2 separate regions of the Gossypium hirsutum genome follow, and region 2 is linked to region 1. Evidence: chromatin contacts called from public Hi-C data. All regions are on one chromosome and are shown on one strand. The core of a region is the stretch at or near the end of the contact, and the rest is flanking DNA. Distances in the headings are between cores, read along the strand shown.

Region 1 (4,309 bases), core at 761-3,260:
ATCTAGCCCGAGCATTTAGCACAAATGGAAAGGCATCTGAAAATCCAAAACAGATTAATTAGCACCTTAACAATGAACAAATACCCCCCACCATCTAGCATGCAAGTTATGCTACTACCAGAGACCTTATTAAATATCTATATCCCAACCAAAAAAGCAGTCATAATATAAGAGAAATCAATCAAGAGTCCTTTCTGCAAAACACCTATAAGTCCAGGCTCCAGGGTTGTCTCAGCTGTTCCCCTGCAAGAAGCACATATATGCATATAAGAGAAGCCTTATCGACTTGATCTTCCCTCACCGTCTTCCTATATCACTCACTAAAGATTATGCCTATGAACCATGAACACATATTTGACCCATATTAATCGTCATGGATGCAAGAATTACTAACCTGCAAATATTTCCTTTTCTGAGACCAGTGCCTTGGCACAGGAACAGTGTTTCGATATGCCTTCAAAAACACCAGCAACTTGGGATCAGCAGCAGTTGCATCCCAAACCTGACAAAATAATCATATCTATTATGAGCTATTGAGTTATAAAAACAGAAGTGAACATTATTCTCCATTTGAGTCGCAATATTCCAACAGTATTTCATGAAAAAATTCATAACAAAAGATTAGAAAAATAAGATCCCTTAATAGCCATGGGAAAAAAACTTCATTTCAAAAAATAAAAATAAAAAATTCATAGCAAATGTGCTCTGATTCAACATTGGAATATAAATTTGTTTTAACACTGGTTTAAAAACAAACAAGAGAGGAACAAGAAAAGAAGCAAACATCAAATAAACAGTAAGAGAAACATACTTCTACAACATCAGGCCTTGAGCAAATCTGTTTTAACTCAGCAATTTTCATCCGCCTTTGCAGCTGTCAACAATATCAAAACAAGTATTTTCAGTTTCAGTCTCATCAAAATGAACTACATATAATAACACAAATAATCTCAGAAAATATAAGGAGAAACCAAAAACCTTCTTCTTCTTATTTGATAAGCCACCTTTCTCTTTCTGTTGATTATCCTGCTCCTCCTCTCCTGAATCAGAATCAGCCCCCTTCTTTGCATCAGCATCTTGGGGAGACTCGTCCTTCTTGTCAGTCTCCTGTACAAATAGAATTACAAGTTTCTTTAGAGAACTAACAAGGAAATTCGAAAATTAATTGATCATATAAAACTGAATTTCATTTCACCTCAGAACCAGCAGCTTCCCAGAAGCTGAATTTTTCAAAAACCTTCCTAAATTCCTCATCAATGCCATCATCTAACTCAGCTTTTTCAGGAACGTACTCTACCTGAACTTCTTCCATTACCTACAGTGTCAAACAAAAGAAAATGCTTAGTTTACTTATAAACAAATGCAACTTACATTATGTAAGATTAGAGTGAAATATGCTGAATTTAAGAAAACAACAATAACAAAATAGCCATAAGAAAATTTTCAAACTACAGTTAAACCCAAAATAAAAACTCAATTCTATTCCATCTAAAGAAAATCGAAAATTCTTAAGTCACTATAGAACTTGTATTATGCACAAAGACATGCAAAAACCAGACGAAACAATCGATTCACTAAAAACATAGAAACCTCAAAACAAAAAAGAAGGGAAGGAAAAATAGCTGGATACCTGCTGCTGATAGGAATTCTTCTTTTCATCTTCGGCAGCGTCGCTGTCACCGGCTTCGGAAACGGGACCGTCTGCGGCGTCATTTTCTTGGTGGGAGGTATTCTTACTCTTATTCTTCTTCTGCTTGCGCCTTCTACGACGTCGTTCGCTCTCGCGGGACTTCTTGGAGGCGGCGGAAGGGTTGGAGATGGGGTTAGGGTTAGAGTTAGACTTATTCAGATCTCCGTTGTAAACGACGGAGCCGTTCTGGTTGGGGAGTATCTCAGCGGTCATCTCTCTTTGTTTAATCCGAGGAATGGATTGGCAAGGGTTTTGATTTCGAGAGCGAGTGGGAAATGGGGAAGATGAAAGGGAGGCCTAAATATAGCGAGGGATACCCACGTGTGGATATAATCGCACGTGACAAAAGCTGGGCCTTTATATAGTTATGGTCGGACTTGAGAGAAGTTGGGCTTTGAAGTTGTCTATTTTATTCCGCCTAATTTTTAATGGACCTTTGTATTTACCGAAATATAAGTTCCAGATTTTCCTAGGCCCGGTTGGGCCGCTATTTAAAAAGAAAGAAATCAAACTCTTCAACAAACACTCCAATAATTTATATTTTATGAGTAATAGAGTTCAACTTTTTTATCACTTTATATCAACGGGAAATAGGAATTAAATTATAAATTTTTAATAAGTTAAAATATAATTTTATTATTTATTAATTTTTAATTTCATCATTTTTAAATGGATTGAACAAATTTTTTTTTAGACTAAAATGTAATTTTAACTATATATTAACTTAAATTTTCATTGTTCATAAAGGTACCATATTACATTATTTTCATTTTTGGGGACCAAATTCACTCTGCCTATTCCTTAAATCTGCCCTTAATTATAGATAGGTTTAAATGTAAACCATTGACATAATTTACTTTGTACTTTTGATGTAAGATGAGCTCCACTATAAATAAAAGCATTCTTTGAATCATTCATAACTTGAATTATCAATGCAATTGAAAAAATTTATTCAAAACTCTTGAATATTAACGCCACGAGGCTAGCTCAACTAAAGTCCAAGTTCATAACACAAGCACATTTCATTATCTATTAATTTTAATTTTTTATCTATAATATATATAAAGTAGAGTTTGGGAAACCTTATTTTTTTTCTCCAAATCATTTGTTTCTTTTTGTTTTTGCCTAGCGGCAGTGTTAGCCTCCGAGCTAGTTATCGCCCACCTTTTTCTCTTGCCCATCAACCCTCTTTTTCTTTCTCCTTTACATTCACTCCATGCGTCTTCTCTCTTTTCAGCTTGCAGTTCTATTTTGTGGGTATCTTTGTTGTCTTTACAAGTTGTGATGGATAGATAACAGTGCTTATAATAGTTGAAACACTATCGACCACCGACAATTTCTTTTAGAAAATGAGTAGCTCTTCGTTGACTTCTTAATCTGTTTCTATTTTGAGAATTTCAGAATGATAAATGATTTCATGAGTCGGTTTGGACTCGTGTTATCTTAAGTTTTTGTTTTTTTGTTTGTTTTTCCATTATTTAATAAGTTTTCACTTTTAGAAGTTTTTATCTATTCTTATAGAATGCTTTTTAGTCTTGCTTATGCATGTAGTCTTATTTTTGCGAGTAATTTTAGGGTTGGTTTTGTCACCGTCCCCTCTAGTTTGGTGGATGTTCAATTCTTTTGTTGATTTATGCCCGCCGCTTTGGACCATCTAAGGTTGATTTCCTTATTGTATTAAGTGTTTGCAATCACTCGTGATATGTTGTACTTGAGTTGTGATAGAACCGATTGTCAACGTGCCATAATGTTCTATTGATGTTGAAGCTGAAGTTTTTGTTGTGTTGATAGAGCTTGTCCTTTAGCACGTACAATAGGTGTTTGTTATTTTTTCCCTTGAATTGTATGGTCTTATTAATTGAATAAATTAATGAATTTCTCTTCAAAAAATTACAAATTTGGAAAAAATTTTGAATAGACAAAAATACCATTTATTTTATACTATATTAGAGAATTGACATTTAAAAATAATATTTGCATAAAATCATAATAATGAAATAAACTAAATTGACATTTAAATAATAATTATTTAGATAAAATCTTAATAATAATTTATTTATCAGGGATTAATATGAATAATTAAACAAGCACTTTAGGAAGTTAATGATTAATGTGTTGATTAACGTCCCTATTAAAAAACAATAATAATTTAAGAAGTAAAATAACGCCTAATTATTTTGATAAAATCATAATTAATGTGATAATTAACTTCTTGATTTTATCATAAAATTAAATTAAAAATAATTAATAATTAAAATATAATAATATCTAACAACACTTAATTCACTTAAGCAAGTTTATTCATTCGATAACTTCATGATTTTATCCTAAATAAAAAATAATTAAATTAATTAATTAGTAATTAAGCTACTCGAGCACAAATACCTTTTTAGATCAAATATGTCAATAATAAATTATAATTTAATTTTGGGTTAATGAGGGATATATATAAATTTTACAAAAAATTTAAAGTTTTAGGTCCGTATTTCAAATATTAGGAAAATAAATCCTTTTTGGAGATAGAAGGCAAAACTACCTCTTGTAAGGAGCGGTTTTATCCCAACTGAATCGTGTCTCCCATGGCACGTTTTTAAAAATCGTGACCCTAATCCTAAACTC
Region 2 (4,483 bases), core at 977-3,476, 130 kb after region 1:
GAATAAACCATTATGTGAGCATTGCGGTAAAAAGGGATAAATCTCAAAACTATACATAAACTATGGTTTAATGTGCAATTGTATACATGAACTTTGATTTTGTGCAATTTTATACATGAAATTTTGATTTGATCCAATTCTTGTAAATTATTAACGCAATTATTGATATAAAATCATTTTATATTTATATTTCATACTTAAATAATTATATTTATCCAATATAACAATAAATTGATGTATTTATTTTTTTAAATATGTATGATTAAGTAAAATTTAAAGTTTCAAGTATACATTTGAACCTCAATTAGAGTTTCATGTTTATAATTGCACCGAATTAAAGTTCATGTATACAATTGCACAATAAATCAAAGTTCATGTATAATTTTGAGATTGATCCCCGGTAAAAACCATTTTGGTGAATATCGATTGAAGAGTGGAGTTTTTTTTTCATGTGGATTGGCAAAGCATTTTTGAAGGATTGTTCGCATAAAATTAAAATTAGCTCCGAGCATATCACTAAATCATCAACCACATTGCAGAGAGGTAGAAAACAGAGATCCGAAGATAATGCAGGAATTAGCTGCAGCATTGCACGCGAGGTGACTGCGAAGTCTGAAAGTTGAGCACTGGCCAGAGCATATGTGATCTAGGCCAGAGAAGAAGTCGTTTATCTTAATGTGATTGCTTGTACTTTTCCTCTTTTTGATGTTACTGTTTATGCTTTAATCGATCTTGGATCAAAGCATTCGTATATATGCACTGCATTAGTAACTGAGAAAAATATGATAGTAGAATTGACTAAGTTTGATGTTAAAGTATTGAACCCTTTAAGACAATGTGTAGTAGTTAACAAGATATGTAGGAAGTGTCTATTGAAATGGCGAGGTTATGAGTTTCCTATGGACTTAATGTTATTTATGTTTGATGAGGTTGATGCCATCCTCGGAATGGTTTGGTTGAACATACATGATTCCATTGTTAACTGCAAACAAAATTAGATTGTGGTAAAATGTCAAAACGACAAATTAGTCCATGTTGAAATTGATCGGGCGAGTTGTGTTACCAATATTATAATACCTTTGACAACTCAAAAGCTGGTCAGAAAAAGATGCGAAGCATATTTAGTTTATGTATTAGATACAAGGATGACAGAATCGAAAATTGAACAAGTTTCGATTGTGAGAGAATTTAAAAATATATTTCCAAAAGAATTACTAGGATTACCGTCGGAAAGTGAACTAGAAATTATAATTGAATAAATTAAAATTCAAAAACTCCAAAAATTTTCACATTTGAAAATTCATTTTTATTGTAAGAACAAAAACATTTATTCACTCAAGTTAGAAAATGATATGTTAAGAATAATTAAGGAGATCACATTTCTATAATTTCGGGGACCATCTCATTAAATTTTCTAATAAAAAATGTTGCCTTACTTTGAAACAATTGAAAACCTTTGGCAAACATGCATGTGTTATAAGAAATATGAAGACATATGGATGTAGCATTTATATTAATATATTACTACATAATGCATATAAAATATCTAGGATAATATATTCATTGATATACATATTAAGATAAGAATCATGTCAGAAGTAATAATACACATGCTAAAAGAGGGGCATAACATGAACATGAATAACAATAAATATTAAATTAAGAAGATAATTAAATAGGGGCTTAAAAGAAAGTGAAGTTAAAACAACAAAGATCAAAGACAAAATTTTACCATGCCTTGGATGGAATAGTCCACTACGCAAAGTGTACAGTCATATTAATTAAGAGTGAGTAAAATTTGATTTGATTCGAAAAAATTAAAAAAATTCAAATTTAAAAATTTTTGAATCGAATTAATAGAATCAACTCAATTTTTTTTATTGAATTTTAAGTTCGAATCGAGTTAAATTTTTAAATTCAAATAATCAAATAAACCGAATATTAATTTTTTATTATTTTAAAATTTAAATTTATGTTATACCAGCCCAAACCCTTTTACCCCATTTTGCCCCCAAAGCTCGTCTACCCCCAACCGACCGGCCCCGCCCCGCCATTTTCTCAATTTCCTCAAATCAAACCCTCAAATTCATTCTTCTTCAAAAATCCCTAAATTAAATCCTCCATTCTTCTTCTTCAAAAATCTCTAAATTAAACCCTCCATTTTTCTTTTTCTTCGTCAGTTCATTCAACCCCACCAATCAAAATCCTTACCTCCTAGGTAGGCAAATTCTTCACCATCTCCGGTCTCCGGTCGCTCCAAAATTGGTGTTCCTTCTGGCCGGCGCCACTTTGTCCTGTTCAGTCATGACCTCGACTTTTCTGCATCTCCCAAGTTTGTCCCGAAATACTGAGTAATATATATATATGTATGTATATATATATAAAGATAGTCAAATCAATCGAAAAAAAAATATTACTGTTGCTGCATATTTTGGATTATGAATTAATTTTTTTCGAATATAAAAAGATAACTATTGCTGTTGCATATGTGAATGTGGGATTAAATTAATCGAAAAAATATTAGTGTTGCTGTATATTTTGGGTTATGAGGTTTTTTTTTAAATTTACTATTTAAAACAAAATTAATAAAAATATATCTTAAAAGAAAACATAGCACTTCGATTCTATTGTTATATTGAAAGAGGGAAATGATTTACGTAGTTGGCGTTTGAATTGAATGGAACTGGAAAAACAGAACAGCACTTCGATGGAAAGTTCTCATTTGACTTTCTTCCTAGGAACCGAACGGAACAGAACAATAAGACATGCAATGTTTTATTTGTTTGTTTGATTGATAGAGATATGCAATGTTTCCAGCAACACGTTGATTCAACTCGGCTACTCAACCTTGTCATTTTTTTAATTCAACTTAAATAAATATATTCGACTCGAGTTAGGATAATAAAATATGATTTGAAAATTCGATTAACTTAAAATTTTATTATTCAATTCGATCAAACGTTCATCCCTAATTTTAATTTTAAGGTGTTTGTAAATTCCCATCCTTTAATATTCTTTTAAATGTTACTAAACTTTAGTTATAGCATGTAAAAAAAGATTAGCTATAATATAGTAAGCTATCTTTGTTTTGGTCACTTAGTTATTCTGATTAGTTATTTTGGTTAGATAAACTACAACGGTTAATTACTTTATCATTAAAATATTTTTGGTCATCAAATGAAAGTTAATATAATAATAAATTTAACCCTCAATGTTTATATATTTTGTTAATTCGGTTATAATTTTAAAAAATTAATAAATTTAAACTTAATAAATTTATACATTCGGTCAATTTGATCATGATTATAAAAATTCAAAAAAACTAAAAAAAATTGAAATGTGTAAAAAATATATATAAAAATTCAAAATATATTAAATTTTAAAAAAATAAAAATATTGTTTATATAATATTACAAAATTATAGCTTTTTCAAAAAAATGACTAGTAATTGACAATTTTTTATAAATATTGATGGTTAAATTTGTTGACTTTTTTTAAAATCATGACTAAATTAAGAAAATATAAAAATATTAAGAGTTAATTTAATGTTATTCTAGCATTCTATTTGGTGACAGAAGGTATTTTAATACTACAAATTACATTTGATCTATCGAGAATAACGGAAACAAAAATGTCCCAAACCTTTTATGACTATTTGAGGAATTTATCCTTAAACTTTCAATAAGAAGTTTTTTTTTTTTTTTGAAAACTTCATTCCTCTCTTTCATAAAAGAACAAAAAAAACTAGGTGTTCTCCCTTTTATGAACGGAGATCATCATCGTTTCAACTGTCGTTGTTGGTTTTAGAGCCTCGATTCAAACCCACCAAAAAATAGCTCTCTTGATTATTCTTCCCTTTGATATGAATCTTCCTTAAAGAACTCAAGAAACTATGAAAACTTGGAATTAGGCTTTAACTTTTCTTGGTCGGAGACTGTGAAGATGTTGAGCTGCTGAGGGATAGTGGCTTGATGTCGTAAAAAAAGCAGTGATGGTGGAGACTGTGATTGACATTTTTCGAGTTGTTTGCCTAGAATTAGAAAGGCTGTTAGTTTTTATTTCATCCTTTCATATAACATTGAAGATAAATTTTATATATTTATTTGTTAATTCATTTTAGTGGAAACATTACTGTAAATTTTATTAAACATTTTCAAGATTTACAAAATACTCAAAAATATGTTTTATACTGTTTTGTACTATATCAAATGTTTTTAAGTTAACCATAAGTTATTTTAATGGTTTCAAAGCAATTGAGGGTCTAAGTGTGGATATCTAGATTTTTAAGTATCAAAACATAGTAAGATAATAGCCAAAGAACAAAACAAGAACACAAGGCATCAATACTTGATCTTGAAGTATTGATACTTACCTACCGAGGCCATTTTAACTAACTCTAACAGTTAATTTTAGTTAAGGTGTCGACACCCACTTTATAGATATCAACACTTGTGTTGCAGGGCTGCTTTGTTTACATAAAATA

The links. A called contact is a pair of places that touch in the nucleus more often than the background predicts.
Region 2: a Hi-C map of callus shows a contact between it and region 1, with 2.6 times the contacts expected there. The contact joins the enhancer-like site here to the promoter of LOC107962985 in region 1. A contact is called at or near these places in 15 of 34 Hi-C or Micro-C datasets (anther, callus, hypocotyl and 3 more).

What each region holds. Positions count from the first base shown.
Region 1 is chrA06:90,498,521-90,502,829 of Gossypium_hirsutum_v2.1, forward strand. LOC107962985 (splicing factor 3B subunit 2) reads right to left here and starts at 2,011. Exons shown (of 18, transcript XM_016899590.2): 1 at 1,631-2,011; 2 at 1,196-1,315; 3 at 979-1,107; 4 at 812-874; 5 at 395-502. The coding sequence starts at 1,903.
Region 2 is chrA06:90,628,890-90,633,372 of Gossypium_hirsutum_v2.1, forward strand. No RefSeq gene overlaps it. Among protein-coding and RNA genes, the nearest start is that of LOC121230244, 8.9 kb to the right of the region's middle. Within about 2 kb of position 2,227, at least 4 of the 9 cell types and tissues checked have an H3K27ac peak or open chromatin away from gene starts, as enhancers often do.